2 separate regions of the Cyprinus carpio genome follow, and region 2 is linked to region 1. The links are chromatin contacts, called in public Hi-C maps. All regions are on one chromosome and are shown on one strand. The core of a region is the stretch at or near the end of the contact, and the rest is flanking DNA. Distances in the headings are between cores, read along the strand shown.

Region 1 (3,974 bases), core at 467-2,966:
TTGTGTTACTGTTATTATACACAGATAATAATTTTCTGTCAGATACTGATAATCTGATCATTATTTTCATATTATGGCTGATATTAAAAGGTATACTATTTAGTCTCAATTAAAAATGCAACACTAAAAACAAAAATGTATTGTAACTTAAATGTATTTAGGGAGATCGGGGATCAGCGCATTTCCTTCAAAAACGAAAGTAACGTTAATCCTTGTATTTTATGTTGATCGGATGAGGTGAGTGAATTGAGTGTGGTATGTTCATTATTACATCCAACAACAGAACACCTCAATCTCTTAATCTGAGACATTCTTGTCTTCCCCTGCACGGGAGTCGACACAATGGCGGACAGCTCACTCAGGGCGGGTCTAAGGTAAGACTGCCTTGTCAATCAACCATCATGGGAGGGGCCTGTGCAGAACTATGTCATTCTGTCAGGAATCTCAGAACAGCCTGATTTGAGAAAGGGGACTTTAAAAAAGAGATTTAAAAAACTGGATGTATTTTTATCATTATAGGGTGGATGTGTACACACACTTCCAACAACAAAATTGAATTTTGCATCCGATGACCCCTTTAAGCTAAGCAAATTTATGTATATGTGTGTGTGAGTGAGTGCATGTGTGTGTGTGCATGTGTTTGTGCTGAGTGAGTGAAGCGCCACAGCCCAACCTGAGAAAACATTCAGTTAGATTATCAAAATTCCAGCATTAATAAAAGAGAATCTGACATTCACAGAGCCACCCACCCTTCTCCCTTTTCCCTTCTGCACTCCTACTCTCAGTATTGTGTGCACTAATAATAGGCATTAAAATTAGTTTCTGATGCCTGTCTTCCAAATGCCATGCTGGGGCTGAGCGATCACTCAACAGAAACGATTAGATAATTAGACCATCCTCTTGCTGTGTGAATGCACACACCCGCACACACACATATTGATCTTCTGCTTGATCACTACAGTAAATAAACTTTACCTCTCGGTGCCATCACTCTTAAGTGATAATGACACTGACACCTGCCTCAACACTGACATTTCATGCATTAGCTGACTATCCCATTCCTAGGTGGCATGGGAGATATCTAAAGGATATTTCAGAGAACGTGCTCCCATCTGTTGTGGAGGAGAGACATGTGCCTCGCAGTGAGGGAACATACCATTAGGGGGCAGTGCAAGAATGTTCCAGTGTGATAATGGGCTGAAATGGCCCTCATGGTTAAGACTTATCTGGCATCTTCGTACTTCAAGGGAAGTGTAGACACAAAGCCAAATACTTGTGCCTTTTAGTGTGAAAAAAATCTCTTATGATTTGAAGTGCGACAGTTAGTGCACAGTGTTGTTAGGGCTTGAATGTAGATACAAATATAATGTTTTTTTTACTTTTTTTCTATGGGTTTTGGGCCGAACTGTTTGTTTGTGACTCTGTGTGGAAGAATTGCTTTTATAGAAAAATTGTTGAAACATATGTTTGCTGTGTATTTTGGTCTTTAGCGTGTAGGTGATTCCTGGATGTTTTGTCTGGTTTCAAGGTGAAGTTTGACCTCTTGTGGTTCTGCTCCAGTTTCGAAAGCAGAGGTTAATCTGCATTTTCAGTATTATGTCAAGCAAGTCTGGAGTTAAACTCCATTCTTTGGCTTGGTCCCCCCTCCTCGCCCTTCTCTCTAGGTTGCGCCGTCAGCCCTTTTGTTCTCATTGTAATGCGTTGGCGTGGAAACGATGCTTTCTGACACCTGGCCCACATGAGCCAGGCCCTGTGTAACAGACCTCATCACCACCAATCAGATCAGCTCTCCCACAAATCACAACCAATCAGATCACTAGCCTTGCAGACACAGCCGACGCCACAGCGACCGACCGCCGACCTAGTTGTGCTCTTAAAGGGACAATACGCACTCATCTACAAAGCCCTGCACCCATGAACACAGAGGGCTGTTCAGTGAGTCCTTCATCTGTAAATTATGTATTTTCTTATTTGTTGATTGTTTAAATGGATTTCATTCAAAAGAATCCATATTTTCACTGTAACTCATTTCGCTTCCAAAATATTTAGGTCTCCAAACTCAAAACACATTACTTCAGGATCCAATTTCCATAATTAATTCCTTTTATAGTGATCGATATATCATGTCATTCTATCATGTCTTTTTAATATTTTAGCTGTAAAATTGCATCTAGTACAAAATAAAATTGTAATTCAAGTAATGAAAAATGTAATTTGTAATAAAAAAATAAAGCTCTTGTGAGCATTTAGATAGTCTCTATTGATCACTGTGAATATGAATGAGTTAACTTTAACTGTATTTTATTTATTTTAAATATTCAGGATTTATTAAACATATTTGTATGTTGTGTGTGTGGTCAGGAAGCCTGTTTTTCAGCACAGTGTGGTCCCCAGTGATCAATTTTCAGCGTTAAAATGCATGTAAAAATTGTGCCATATTAGAGCGTACACAAGAGAGTTCAACCCGCCGCCACTATTACAGCTTTTTTCACACATTCCCTCCTCCCTTTGTGTGCCTTTTATGTGAAATATGAAAAATAGACCAGCAACAGTGCATATTTAATATTTGTGATGTTTAAATACTCTAACTTGTGTAACTCTAACAAAAGCTTAGAAGGTGCACTTTTGTGTGTGTGTGTGTGTGTGTGTGTGTTGTATTTTAGCCTGAAGCTTTTTGCTGCTTAATTTCTTCAAGACCCCTTCTCTCTCTCTCCATCAGATCCACACAGGCCATTAATGTTCTCAGAAAACACAAACACAAGAGTGTCATCCTCAGAGGAATGCATCACACCTATTACCTGTGCTGAATATTAAGTGAGAATTTTAGCTTTCTCATTGGAGCTGAGGAGGTGGCACTGTTTAGACGATTCATTTCAGGTTATTATAGTCTGACAGAGAATATTGATGAGTGTGTGTGTGTGTTTAATATACAGCTAGAGGCGCTCTGTAATGTATATATTGTGTGTGAATCAGATATCAATTCAAAGTGAGTGAGTGAGTGCATTTTCTTTGACTCATATAGGTATTATTATTTTAAAAAGCTCCAGTATCATGGTCTGACAATCCATAACATGACTCTTGATGGTCCCAGTGCTAGTGAATTGACTGGTGATTTGACTGTTTTGTGTGTGTAAGCGCATGTGTTAGTAAGAAAAAGTATGTTGCTGTTGAAGTAACAAAAGATGTCTCTTAGATCTCTCATGTAATTCAATACATGCAGTTGAGATTGAGTTTCAGTTGATCCATATCTGTCTGTTCTCTCACAGTGAGAGGTTTGTATGCTCACATCTGAACATCATTTCTCTCTCTTTCTGTGTTTCTCTTTGGAACATGTTTTCCACTCAATCTTTGACCCAGATGATGTTGGGTCTGCTGGGACTAAGTACTCTTCATGGACTCTCTGTATTAAGGACAGACTGGGGGAACAGAATTTAATATATATAGAAGCTCTCTCTCTCTCTCTATACTGTATATGTGTGTGTGTGTGTGTGTGTGTGTGTGTGTGTGTGTGTGTGTGTGTGTGTGTGTGTGTGTGTGTGTGTGTTAACTGTATAACTAGATAATGCTTTTTTTAGATAACACCTTAAAATAACCTGCATAGTCATTTGTATTCACATACAAAACAGCTACTGAATAGAGCATGTAGTCTAAAATCTTTGTATTTAATGTGGTTATGTTCTTAATTTGAACATCTGGCACACGATACATTTTTAATAAAACATAATAATATTTGAAGATGTGTGCAGGCATGTTAATTGTGTCAACAGTATAGTTGGCAAATTATCTGGAGCACACATCGTAATATATAAACATACTTTTCATGACTGTAGTGAACACATAAAAACACATTTTCACAGAAGGCAACCTCAAGTTTGTTTTCGTGTTTTGCTTTGTAGTTCACTTGGTTCAAATAACTCGAAGAAACACATTTTCTCAGAGGCTTAAATGTACGCTGAAAGTGAAGAATCAATAAA
Region 2 (3,974 bases), core at 918-3,417, 140 kb after region 1:
CGTGCACTATTCCTGTCCCCTTTTACGCTCATAACTCAGCGACTGTGTCTCAAAACCCTTTTGAACTGCCTACCAAGATGAGACTATGATGCCCAAAATGCTGTCTACATGCACCCCCCACCCACCCCCCAACATCACCACTAAAAAAAATGCTGTCTAGCTGGTAGGCAGCTCATTAGGTTTTGAGAGACAAAAAAAATGCTCAAAAAAAGTGCAAAATAAGACATATCATCATGTTAGTCAACTAACAAGACAAAATAAAATCAACTTTTGGTTATGATATATATTGAGGTAAAAAATAAGTACATCTTGACTTATTTTACGAATGTAAACTTAAACAATAAGCTTTCTTTATTATGTTGAGTCAAGCTTCAGTGGCGTCTCGAGCCATTATTCAGGTCAAGTAAACATGCTGGACGCTTTGGACGATTTATGAGCAGCAATCAGGGAGATTTTATGAGCGTCTAGGAAAAACTGCTTAATAACCTATTAGCTCTCTCGACACAACTCTGATTTGATCAATATGACATTCGCAAAGAGCCATCGGGCCGCCGGGATCCTGGGAGTCAGTTCGCCTCTCATGGGAAAAGATGAAAAGCTGGACACGCCGAGAGATAGAGTGAGTTTCGTGCTAGAAACATAGTGTAACAGTAGCAGATCTGCCTATTTATAATGTTTAAAAGTATGTTACGGAGAAATTAGGCCCGCGTCAAGGCCACATTACATTTATGTAGCCGAGGTTGTAGCAGCCAAGAGATTCTTAAAAATTACGACATTTCCCATAAACATTTAACGAAGTTGTGCTAGCTGTATAGTTGCCGAATCCCCACTCAACAAGAGATTTTGAGTTGATGAGAAGCGGCGGCGGAGTAACGTTATGACAGCTGTGCGTTAGATCCCCGGGAGAGCGCGCGCGCTTGCACGGTCACTTCAGGCTCGAGCTCAACGAGAGCTTCATGTCATCATGCAGGAGAGCGAGCCGTGATACGAGTAGCGGAGATTTTCAAACCGGACTCCTCAAACTGTAGTCTATTTTAATGAACAACAGAAGTCAAACTATTAATATCACTCACCTGAGACTCTTGGCTACATGTCATGCTCTTTCTAGGGGATTTTATTAAACACGCGCTCGTGCACTTACTTGGGATTTTGTGAATTCCACACGACAGACTCCAGTGATTTGGCTGCGGGTAACGCGTATCTGCACATGACTGTCAGAATCCAGAGGTAATATTTCCACGAGCAGTCACTTCCAGCCATCTTACACGCTTCTCGGAGAGACACAAGCCAGCCAGAAGATAAGATCCTTTCGATCGACTGTACCCCGGGTTACCGAAGCACATGCAACAGACTAGGTTATGCGTCCAGGCGGAGGGGCTCCATGGCTCAACTTCCAAATCCAATTTTTCTAGTGTTGCCTGGAGGGAAAAAAGGTGTCGCACAACGTTGCACAGGCGGCTTCTGGGCCAATGTTTCTCTGTTGCCAAAATCGCTGCTACCTTTCACTTAGGTAAACGGCAGCGCGTGACTGTTTTATTGTACTCATCTATTAATTGAGCTAGTAGCCTTACAAAAGGTCAAATCACGCCAGACAGGAGGTGAGTGACACGCACACAGGTATAAGGACCATCAATCCCGTGTTGGTGCACAAATCCGATCCTGATCATGTGTCAGATTTAAAATAGACTCCTTTCGCTTTTGATCCCAGATCATAGAGATGCGCTTCAGATATGCAACAGTTTTGTCCGATATTTATCGACCTATATCCATGTTCAAAGTGTCCTGGAACAAAGCTTAACTGTCAGTCACAGGACGGCCAAAAATGTCTGTCCAATTCCATTTGGATTTTCTTTCAAAAAGAACCATGAAAGTAAACTCCCGAGTTTTGCTGCTTCTTATATTGTATGATCTGGATTTTTAGCGCATGCTGAAAGACTGGATATCAGTTACTGTCCGCTCCTGCCTCGCGTGCCGAAAGGTGCAAAAAAAAATCGTCTCAAGGATATAAACAGATGGGGAAACTCCAGCAATTCGGCGTTTCCTCTGCGAGTAAGTGACGCGTCTTTTAGCCTTGGATCTTGTTTGGAGTTGTTCAGCGCTCAACCGTGGATCCGCTGCGTCCGCAGTCAGTCCCGCACACCGTTCACAGCGCAGTGGCTCGCGATCCATCACCTCCACTCCCACCGAGCTGCTAAACCCCGCCCTATTCCGAAACGGACCAATCAACGCGCACGTTCAGGGCGAATTCGCAACATGGTGTCCCTCCGTGTACGACGAGTTTCAGAGAAGTTCAGCTGGGAGACTAATGCATTTACAAAAACCTATAGTGAGTCTTGTCTTACTCGTTGAAGACGTTCAAAAGTTTTTAAGATGCTAACTCTCTTAAGTTTTTTTACAGACTAACTCTGGCGCAAGTCCGTTTTTTCTTTGACAGCGTGTAGCAAAGCTGACTGCTTGTTACTATGGTTACTCCGTACGTTTATTTATCACTTAGGCTGTATTTTCGTTGCCCCTCTCGGTTAGCTTGACATTTTCTGGAGTCATTTGAATACGTAAGTCTGTTTTATATACATAACGCATCACGGCTTACAACTGAAAACACGGGTCTTCACCGTAAAAGCGTTTAATAACAGATTTAGGATCATTATCCCAAAGACATCCAAGAGAGTGACACTAATGATATTTGATGGTCAAACAAAGATAACGCTAATCCTTTCAGTAGACAATACCGCTCCCTATCGGCTGTTACAAAAAAAATCATTTGAATATTTCAAAACTTAATTGATAGCTTTTAGCTGTTTTTTAGGTTAGCTTTTATTTTTTGTTGTTTTAGTACAACATTACTATAATATTCAGTATACAGTAGAACAAACAGTGACATATTAAAATATGACGTGAATCAAAATCGACCCAGTTTAAATCTTAATTATTTCAGTTGTACATGTTCAAATCTAACTTTAAGGTCAGTGACTAATTTGTACATCTTCCTCCCTGAGTGACATATGGTGTCCTGTCAATCTACTATACAACCAGTCTGTGTCTGTGTGTGTGTGTGTGTGTGTGTGTGTGTGTGTGTGTGTGTGTGTGGTTCTTCAGAGAGCCATATGTCTTGAGAAGTGTTAGTCCTCTGTCTCGTGTTTAGATAACATGAGTGTGTTGTAGCTTTTACTCTTTGAGCTCTTGTGTGTGTGAAATATCAGTTTATTCTTTACCCACATTTATATCAGGTCTGAAAGGCCCGCCACACATTTAGAAATGATATATATGCAGTCATGTGATCTGTTTAAGGCTGAATGTCATCAACTCTGGCAGAAAGAGTGGTTTGTGTTTTAAGACAGACTACTTTTAGTTAGCAGAGGCACATTTTGGTGTTTTTTGTGTGATTTATTTTTCTGCAGCTTTGTGTGTAATGTTCACATGTCCTTTTGCATAGGTACAAATATCTGACCTTTTCTTATTTCACCAGTACTCAGAGCTAAATATAGGCCACCCACCTTAGCCTGGATGTAAGACCTTTCAGCCAGACATATGCCCTCTTTTTCCTCTTTTCTTTAGTCGGCTCTTTCTGTATCTGAGATGATCGGACGTTTAGTACCTCAAGCCTGAACTGAAAATATTCGCTGCAACAAGCTCAGAGAGAGCAAAACCACACACACCCACCCAAGAAGAAATTACTGGAGAACATTTGTCAGCAGCTATTCACTAATACATCCACACTGCGGTCTACACACAGTTACTAATAAACCGAAAGTACACATGGACACACAGACCCACACATACTCTATACACACTTTGAACTTTGCTTAAAAAGTTGATAAAAAAGCATGCATACACATATAAAAACATTTCAAAAGTTTGGGGTCGATAAGATTTTTTCATGTTTTGAAATAAATTTTTTATGCACATGATTGATCTTTTTAAATGTAATTTTTATTGTACATAAATACAGTAGAACCCATAATATTGTGAAGTAT

The links. A called contact is a pair of places that touch in the nucleus more often than the background predicts.
Region 2: a Hi-C map of liver shows a contact between it and region 1, with 5 times the contacts expected there. The contact joins the promoter of LOC109058827 here to the enhancer-like site in region 1. A contact is called at or near these places in 5 of 8 Hi-C or Micro-C datasets (liver and skeletal muscle).

The regions. Positions count from the first base shown.
Region 1 is chrA5:20,879,460-20,883,433 of ASM1834038v1, forward strand. No RefSeq gene overlaps it. Among protein-coding and RNA genes, the nearest start is that of LOC109084977, 25 kb to the left of the region's middle. Within about 2 kb of position 1,717, at least 5 of the 8 cell types and tissues checked have an H3K27ac peak or open chromatin away from gene starts, as enhancers often do. A contact at or near this core is called in liver, where this site is marked.
Region 2 is chrA5:21,015,084-21,019,057 of ASM1834038v1, forward strand. It overlaps LOC109058827 (ephrin-B1-like), which reads right to left and starts at 2,168. Exons shown (of 5, transcript XM_042756391.1): 1 at 1,142-2,168. The coding sequence starts at 1,260. LOC109087039 (a long non-coding RNA gene) reads left to right here and starts at 2,333. Exons shown (of 3, transcript XR_002017286.2): 1 at 2,333-2,552.